Regions from separate parts of the Salmo salar genome. Here region 1 is linked to region 2. The links are chromatin contacts, called in public Hi-C maps. All regions are on one chromosome and are shown on one strand. Each heading gives the region's core, a stretch centred on a gene start, on an enhancer-like site or on the middle of the called end of the contact. The rest is flanking DNA. Distances are from core to core; before and after follow the strand shown.

Region 1 (3,575 bases), core at 712-3,211, 130 kb before region 2:
ACTGAATGGAAGTCTTTGTTGAGCTGGTTCCTGTGATGTGGTGAGTGACATCAGAGGTCACAGCAGGTGGGGACAGGTAAAAGTGACAGGAGCAATGACAGTACGCACTTCAAACAGCTATACATGTTCTTGGCCTGAAATGACACATCTGACAATGCTGTGATGTGATCATTATAAATACACCCCTGGAGGATGACACTGTTTTCAATTCAACCAGCAAGACTACCTGTCACACCTTTTCTCTCTCTCACTGCTCTCTCTCTCTTTTACACTGTCCTCTTACAACAGCTTACAGAAGCATTCATTCATCCACCTCCTGTGGCCCTTTCCTCTCTCTGATGCCTAAAAACATTGTGCCAACTTAGGTCGGGCCGTTTCAGACTGTTAGGAGCTCCAGGTGACTGGTACAGCCTTAGGACCTAGGTGACATCACCCCGCAGTTAACCCTCCACTGCAGCAGCTATTCACAGGCACCAAACTGCTGTATCAGCCATTCCTCTTTATATAGCTGGGACAGGAGGAACAAAGAGGAACTGTGTGTGTGTGTGTGTGTGTGTGTGTGTGTGTGTGTGTGTGTGTGTGTGTGTGTGTGTGTGTGTGTGTGTGTTCTTGTGTTCGTTTTGTATGCATGTGTATCTATTTCCTTTGTTATCATAATAAACGAAATAGTGTGGATGTTTTCCATGTGAAATTCAAAGCCATAACTACACAAGTAATGCCTTGCAGGATGTGTGCATGTTTTCTCTGAAATATTATATCGGATTGTTATTATCCAGTCATAATCAATACCAACCGTTCCAAGAATTCATTGATGAATACAGCGCAGTTCGCACAGGTGGAACACGATCATTTCTGTACGGATTACAGAAATCGAGATCGCGTGTCCCTGCAAGGTGGGCCGGCAATTTACACATCTTCTCTGGAACAAAGACGTATGTAGGCTGGCTACTGCTGATATTTTCGTACAGACAAGGACGTATGTAGGCTGGCTACTGCTGATATTTTCGTACAGACAAGGAGGTGGTGGGGGGGAGGGAGGGAGGGAGATCACTCCGAAGCATCACTTTACAGAACGGAGAACCGTATAGGATTTCTTCCCTTATCGCTTGATTATAAATGGAATGACGTCATATGTTTGAAGCGGTCGATCTGTCTTGAAGGGGGCGTGTTCTGCGCGCGCTGTCGAGATTGATTGACACCCATGCTCACGGATTAAAGGGACAAGTGATAGACATTTTTAAAGAGACTGTCATTAAAATAAAATTACTCAATTTGACTGAAAGACTTTCATTGACATATTTGATAGAATGCATGACATGTGCATGTCATGAACGAAGTGTAATACCCAACACGAGGAAAATAAACACACCTTGCTGGTATTTGCCTATGTTGTTTCACATGTGCATGTCAGTTGTTACATTGTAATAGTGTGCTACAGAGGAAGTGGCAACAATAATATGTGTCAACAATATGTATAAATTATTGTCCTAATGTCATTAGCTTATGAATTGTAAACATTTCCAGAAGGAGCAATACAATTATTTGGAATTAAATATGAATGTCCTCTGTCCAACTTTGAATATTCTTTGTGTTCTTATCGGTGTAAAATAATATTTTGACGATCTGTCTTTCTATTTCTGTATCCCTCAACATGCCGGGACATGTGTCCCTTCCACACACTGCTTGCCTTGACAACTGGAGGTTGGTGGCGTCTTGATTGGGGAGAATGGGCTCGTGTTAATGGCTGGAGCGGATTTGGTGGAATGGTATCAAATATCAAACATGGTTTCCATGTGTTTGATGCCATTCCATTTGCTCTGTTCCAGCCGTTTTTATGAACCGTCCTCCCCTCAGCAGCCTCCACTGCTTTAGTGCGCACATGCTGTAGACTGCTTAGGAGCGGTGTCTCTTTAAAGGGCGATCTCGTATACTGAATCCAGGGGGCTTGCCTTTTCAGTGGGGGTGGCAACGCTACTAGCCTATTGCTGCTGTTGCTGTATAACTTCGAGCTTGATGAGGGCTGTCTTAAGACGGAATATGCTAAGCAGATAGGTTAGTGTTTATGTGTGCTGCTGGAGAGATAGGCTACTGTAACTGAGAGTGAGGTGGCGTTTCGTTTTCCATACCAACTGTGCTGCGTGGTCAGTAAAGGCGACGTTGAATAGACTGAGATATCATTTTCGGTTATTCCTTTCCTTTTCGTTTTTCTGTCGACACTGACAACAAACGCAGGTTTCCTGTGTGCAGTCTGGTAGTAAAAAGGACTTGGAAGCGAAAGGGAGTTTGTTCAAATGGCAGCAATGGCAATTGGAATAGAACTATGCGGGGATTAATCGCTGGTGTTGCAGCCATCGAATTCACCATAGCGCGTTTATCCGTGGCAGCCCTGAACGTAGAGGGGGGCTGCACTGTGTCCTGGCCACAGCTTCACTTTCACGGTGCCAATAGGTGTATTCAGTTATTTTGAAACAGTGCGGGATTTGATCTTGAACGTGCAAGGAAGGAACGCGTAATCCGCTCATTGATGAACGAATCCGTGGTACACCGTTTATAATTTACTCGTGAACCGAACTGTACACACTATACTGTTATTATTACCATTGCCCCAGTCTAGGAGAAATACCATGACCATGCAGCAACCCGTTTTGAACTGTTGTGATTGTCAAACGTGAAGTAGCTGTGGCTTGCTTTTCAAGGAGAATAGCCATAGTTTACCAGTTATGGTGTTAATACACTTATAATAGTCCACGACATTCTACGTTTTAAATCCACCCCGAACAGCATATTGGTGCTCTTTTTGTAATACAGAGGATTTAATTGATCAATTCGCGCGGAGTTTGCAGTGACCCTTGGGGACTGCTGGTCTGGAATAGCAACAAAGGACGGGGGCGTGCATTCATGGAATGCAACTTTGACAGGTCTCCACTACATATCTACTGACTTTATCAGCGGGCAACGGGGACGAGCTAGTAATTGAAGGAGAGATGGCCGAGATCCCAACTCCCAGCCCTCTCCATGAGTTGGACGTGGCCATAGACCCAGACTTCGAGCCACAAAAACGGCCAAGATCATGCACCTGGCCGTTGCCCCGACCCGAGTCCAATGCGGGGAAACCAGAAAGCAACGACACTGACATTATACCCGAGGAAGAGGATGACGAAGAGGAACAACATGCCACTTCCATGGCCATCAACGTCAATGGCACCAGCTCCAGCCTGGGAGCAGACCACCAGAACAGCAACAGCCCTACGGCCGAAGGACTGCTGTCCGGACAGGAGAACGGAGGCTCCCCGCTCTCCTCCCACTCCCCTACGACCACTTCAGGCGCACTCGGCACCAGCGGCCCAGGTCCGCAGACTCCACGGAAGTCTTCGTCGCGCAGGAACGCATGGGGGAATCTATCATATGCTGACCTGATAACTAAAGCCATAGAGAGCACGCCGGACAAGAGATTGACTCTGTCTCAGATTTATGACTGGATGGTGAGATGTGTGCCGTACTTCAAAGACAAAGGCGACAGTAACAGTTCGGCTGGGTGGAAGGTAAGCGACAAACGCTCTCCTTCTCTCCTCTCC
Region 2 (3,750 bases), core at 1,041-3,540:
GTGGTGTAAAATACTTAAGTAAAAATACTTTAAAGTACTACTTAAGCAGTTTTTTGGGGTGTCTGTACTTTACTATTTATATTTTTACCAACTTTTACTTTTACTTCACTACATTCCTAAATATAATAATAATAATAATGTACTTTTTACTCCATACATTTTCCCTGACACCCAAAAGTATTCTTTACATTTTGACAAGAAAACGGTCGAAATCACACACTTATCAAAATAACATCCCTGGGCATCAATACTGCCTCTGATCTGGCGGACTCACTGAACACAAATGCTTCGTTTGTAAATGATTTCTGAGTGTTGGAGTGTGCCCCATGGCTACCCGTCAATAAAAAAATAAAGAAAATTGTCCTGTCTGGTTTGCTTAATATACAGAATTTGAAATGGTTTATGCTTTTACTCTCACTTTTGATACTTAAGTACATTTTAGAAGTTCCATTTACTTTTGATACTTACATTTAAAACCAAATACTTTTAGACTTTTACTCAAGTAGTATTTTACTGGGTGACTTTCAATTTTACTTGAGTCATTTTCTATTAAGGTCTTAAGTATGACAATTGAATACTTTTTCCACCACTGGTCTTCAGGTCAGGTACCTGTCTAAATGGATCCTAGTTTCCAAAACTACCTTCTCAGCCAAGACCTTCCCAATACAATAGACCTATCTATCTGTATCAACATCAACATCACTGACCGGTCAGTCTTCAGGAGAGGCTACCTCATCAGGAGTGTGTCAGTTATAGATATATAACTCCAGGCATGAGGACGGGGCCTGTCGTTAAAATCTATCCTCACATTGTTTGGCTAGAGCTGCTGGAGCTGCTGGAGCTGCTAGAGCTGCTAGAGCTGCTGGAGCTGCTGGAGCTGCTGGAGCTGTTACGGGGGAACAACAATTAAACACTTTCACTGAGAAACAAGACCAAGACACATTTTTACTGAGAACCTACAATAGATTCGACGCCAGACCCCCAACTCTCACTCCACTGATCTAGTTACTCAATATATGTGAGATCACCATCTTCAGATTTTCATGGACATGATCTGAAAGCCCTTCACTCTTTGTCTTGCAAACTCATACCGTTTTTGTTTCACAGTTCAAGTTCAGTGTTTAAGGTTTACATGTCTGTACTCCCAAACTCCAGTCATTCTCCTTGTTTAGAACTTTCCTGTTTAGACCAAGCCATCTTAGAGAAAGTGGAAAGAGAGCGAGGGGTTGAGCCAGGGGTGAGAGAGAGAGAGAAAATAACAGACTGCTATACAGAGTCAGGGAGATTTAGAGCTGGAGTGTGCCGTGCACGCTCGAGAAATGGAGAAAGAGAGTGAGAAATAAAAAGAGAGAGAGATTAGACATTGGCTGCTTCTTTTTCTCCAATAAGCCTGGGCTTTATAGCTCGAAATGGCTGTCTATTAGATTTGGGTGCCCATCTGGGCACAGCTAGAAGCCGCGTAGCAGCGTCTCTGCTGGGACTGACTAACTGACTGACTACTGTCCACCGGCCAGGCACTGCCCAGGCCCAAGACACAGATGAGATCATGTCTCAGAGAAGGCACTATCACACACAGAGGACCTATTACCAGGCCCTGATCCCATCACACAGACCGCATGCTCTCTCTCTCTCTCTCTCTGTCTCTCTCTCTCTCTCTCTCTCTCTCTCTCTCTCTGTCTCTCTCTCTCTCGCTGTCTCTCTCTCTCTCGCTGTCTCTCTCTCTCTCGCTGTCTCTCTCTCTCTCTCTCTCTCTCTCTCTCTCTCTCTCTCTCTCTCTCTCTGTCTACAGTATGTCTGTGTGTGTGTTTGTCTCTCTCCCTCTTTTCCTCACTCTCTCTCTCTCTCTTTCTCACTCTCTCTCTCTGACATTTAGAATAACAATCATCTCTGCTTGTGCTCTCTGCTCTAGTCTATGCCCTGTGTACCAGCCTCAGTTATGTTAGTAAGTCATCCAATATATGCTTTAGCCTGGTAGGGATTTTAAAGCACTGTCAGGATTCATTTGATCATCAATGACAACAAAAAGACAGTGAACAAAACAGTGTAAATTAAAACAGCAAGTTATCGGTGTTGCTGTCGGTTCTGTAACTGAAAATAACTGTTGAGTAAAGTCACAGTGACAAAGCATGAACGGCTTTAACCAGGGTTAACCCACAAAGCTGTGGTCTCAGTTCCTGTCTGTTGCAGGTCTCTTTGTATGCGACTGACACAAGCTCAGGCACACACACACACAGGAGCAGACAGCAACACAGGCTATATACAATACAGTATCAGGAAGAGAAGCTTCAGTTTCTGCAACCTCTGTTGCAATGGGGACACCTGGTGTTAACTGAAGTAACTGGTCACACACAGTGATATACAGTGCCTTCAGAAAGTATTCATTCCCCTTTTCTTATTCCACATGTTGTTGTGTTACAGTCTAAATTCAAAATGGATTAAATACATATATATATATATATATATATATATATATATATATATATATATATATATTAAAGTTGCATATGATAAAGGCGTTGTTAAAATGAATTACTCAAGACTGTATAGTAGGTGCCTAACCCTAACCCTAACCCTATACAAGACTGTATAGTAGGTGCCTAACCCTAAACCTAACCCTATACAAGACTGTATAGTAGGTGCCTAACCCTAACCCTAACCCTATACAAGACTGTATAGTAGGTGCAATGTCTACACATCACCTACACCTAATGATCATCACCACATCACCTACACCTAGTTGGTTGTTGATGCTAGACAGCCATTTTCAAGTCTTGCAATAGATTTTCAAGCCAATTTAAGTCAAAACTCTAACTAGGCCACTCAGGAACATTCAATGTTGTCTTGGTAAGCAACTCCAGTGTATATCTGGCCTTTCCTGCTGAAAGGTGAATTTGTCTGCCAATTTCTGTTGGAAAGCAGACTGCACCAGGTTTTCCTCTAGGATTTTGCCTTTGCTTAGCTCTATTACATTTATTTTTATCCTAAAAAAACTCCCCAGTCCTTGCTGATGACCAGCATACCGATAACATGATGCAGCCACCACCATGTTTTAAAATGTGAAGAGTGGTACTCAGTGATGTGTTGTGTTGGATTTGCCCCAAACATAATGATTTCAGGACATAAAGTTAAATTCTTAGCCATTTTTGTGCAGTTTTACTTTAGTGCCTTATTGCAAACAATAGTATTGTGGAGTAAATACATTGTTGTGGATCCATCCTCAGTTTTCTCCTATCACATCCATCAAACTCTGGAACTGTATTATTTGTGTACTTTTTACCCCTTTTTCTCCCCAATTTCATGATATCCAATTGGTAGTTAAAGTCTTGTCCCATTGCTTCAACTCCTGTATGGACTCAAGAGAGGCGAATGTAGAGAGCCATGCATCCACCGAAACACGACCCTGCCAAGCCACACTGCTCACTTAACTCGGAAGCCAGCCGCACCAATGTGTCAGAGGAAACACTGTCCAACTGGTGACCATGTCAACGTGCATGTGCCCGGCCTGCCACAGGAGTCGCTAGAGCGCGATGGGACAAGGACATCCCGGCCAAACCCTCCCCTAACCCGGATGACGCTGAGTCATTGTGCGCCCCTTCATGGGTCTCCCGGTCACGGCCGGCTGCGGATCTGTAGTGACGCCTCTAATACTGCGATGCAGTGCTTTAGACCGCTTGTGCCACTCGGGAGGCCCTCTGGAACTGTGTAAAGTCACCATTGGCCTCATTTTGAAATCCCTGAGCGGTTTCCTTC

The links. A called contact is a pair of places that touch in the nucleus more often than the background predicts.
Region 1: a Hi-C map of muscle shows a contact between it and region 2, with 13 times the contacts expected there. The contact joins the promoter of foxo3b here to the enhancer-like site in region 2. A contact is called at or near these places in 3 of 3 Hi-C or Micro-C datasets (blood, gill and muscle).

The regions. Positions count from the first base shown.
Region 1 is chrssa06:72,857,089-72,860,663 of Ssal_v3.1, reverse strand. foxo3b (forkhead box O3b) reads left to right here and starts at 1,961. Exons shown (of 3, transcript XM_014205504.2): 1 at 1,961-3,542. The coding sequence starts at 2,985.
Region 2 is chrssa06:72,727,076-72,730,825 of Ssal_v3.1, reverse strand. No RefSeq gene overlaps it. Among protein-coding and RNA genes, the nearest start is that of sesn1, 93 kb to the right of the region's middle. Within about 2 kb of position 2,290, at least 2 of the 13 cell types and tissues checked have an H3K27ac peak or open chromatin away from gene starts, as enhancers often do.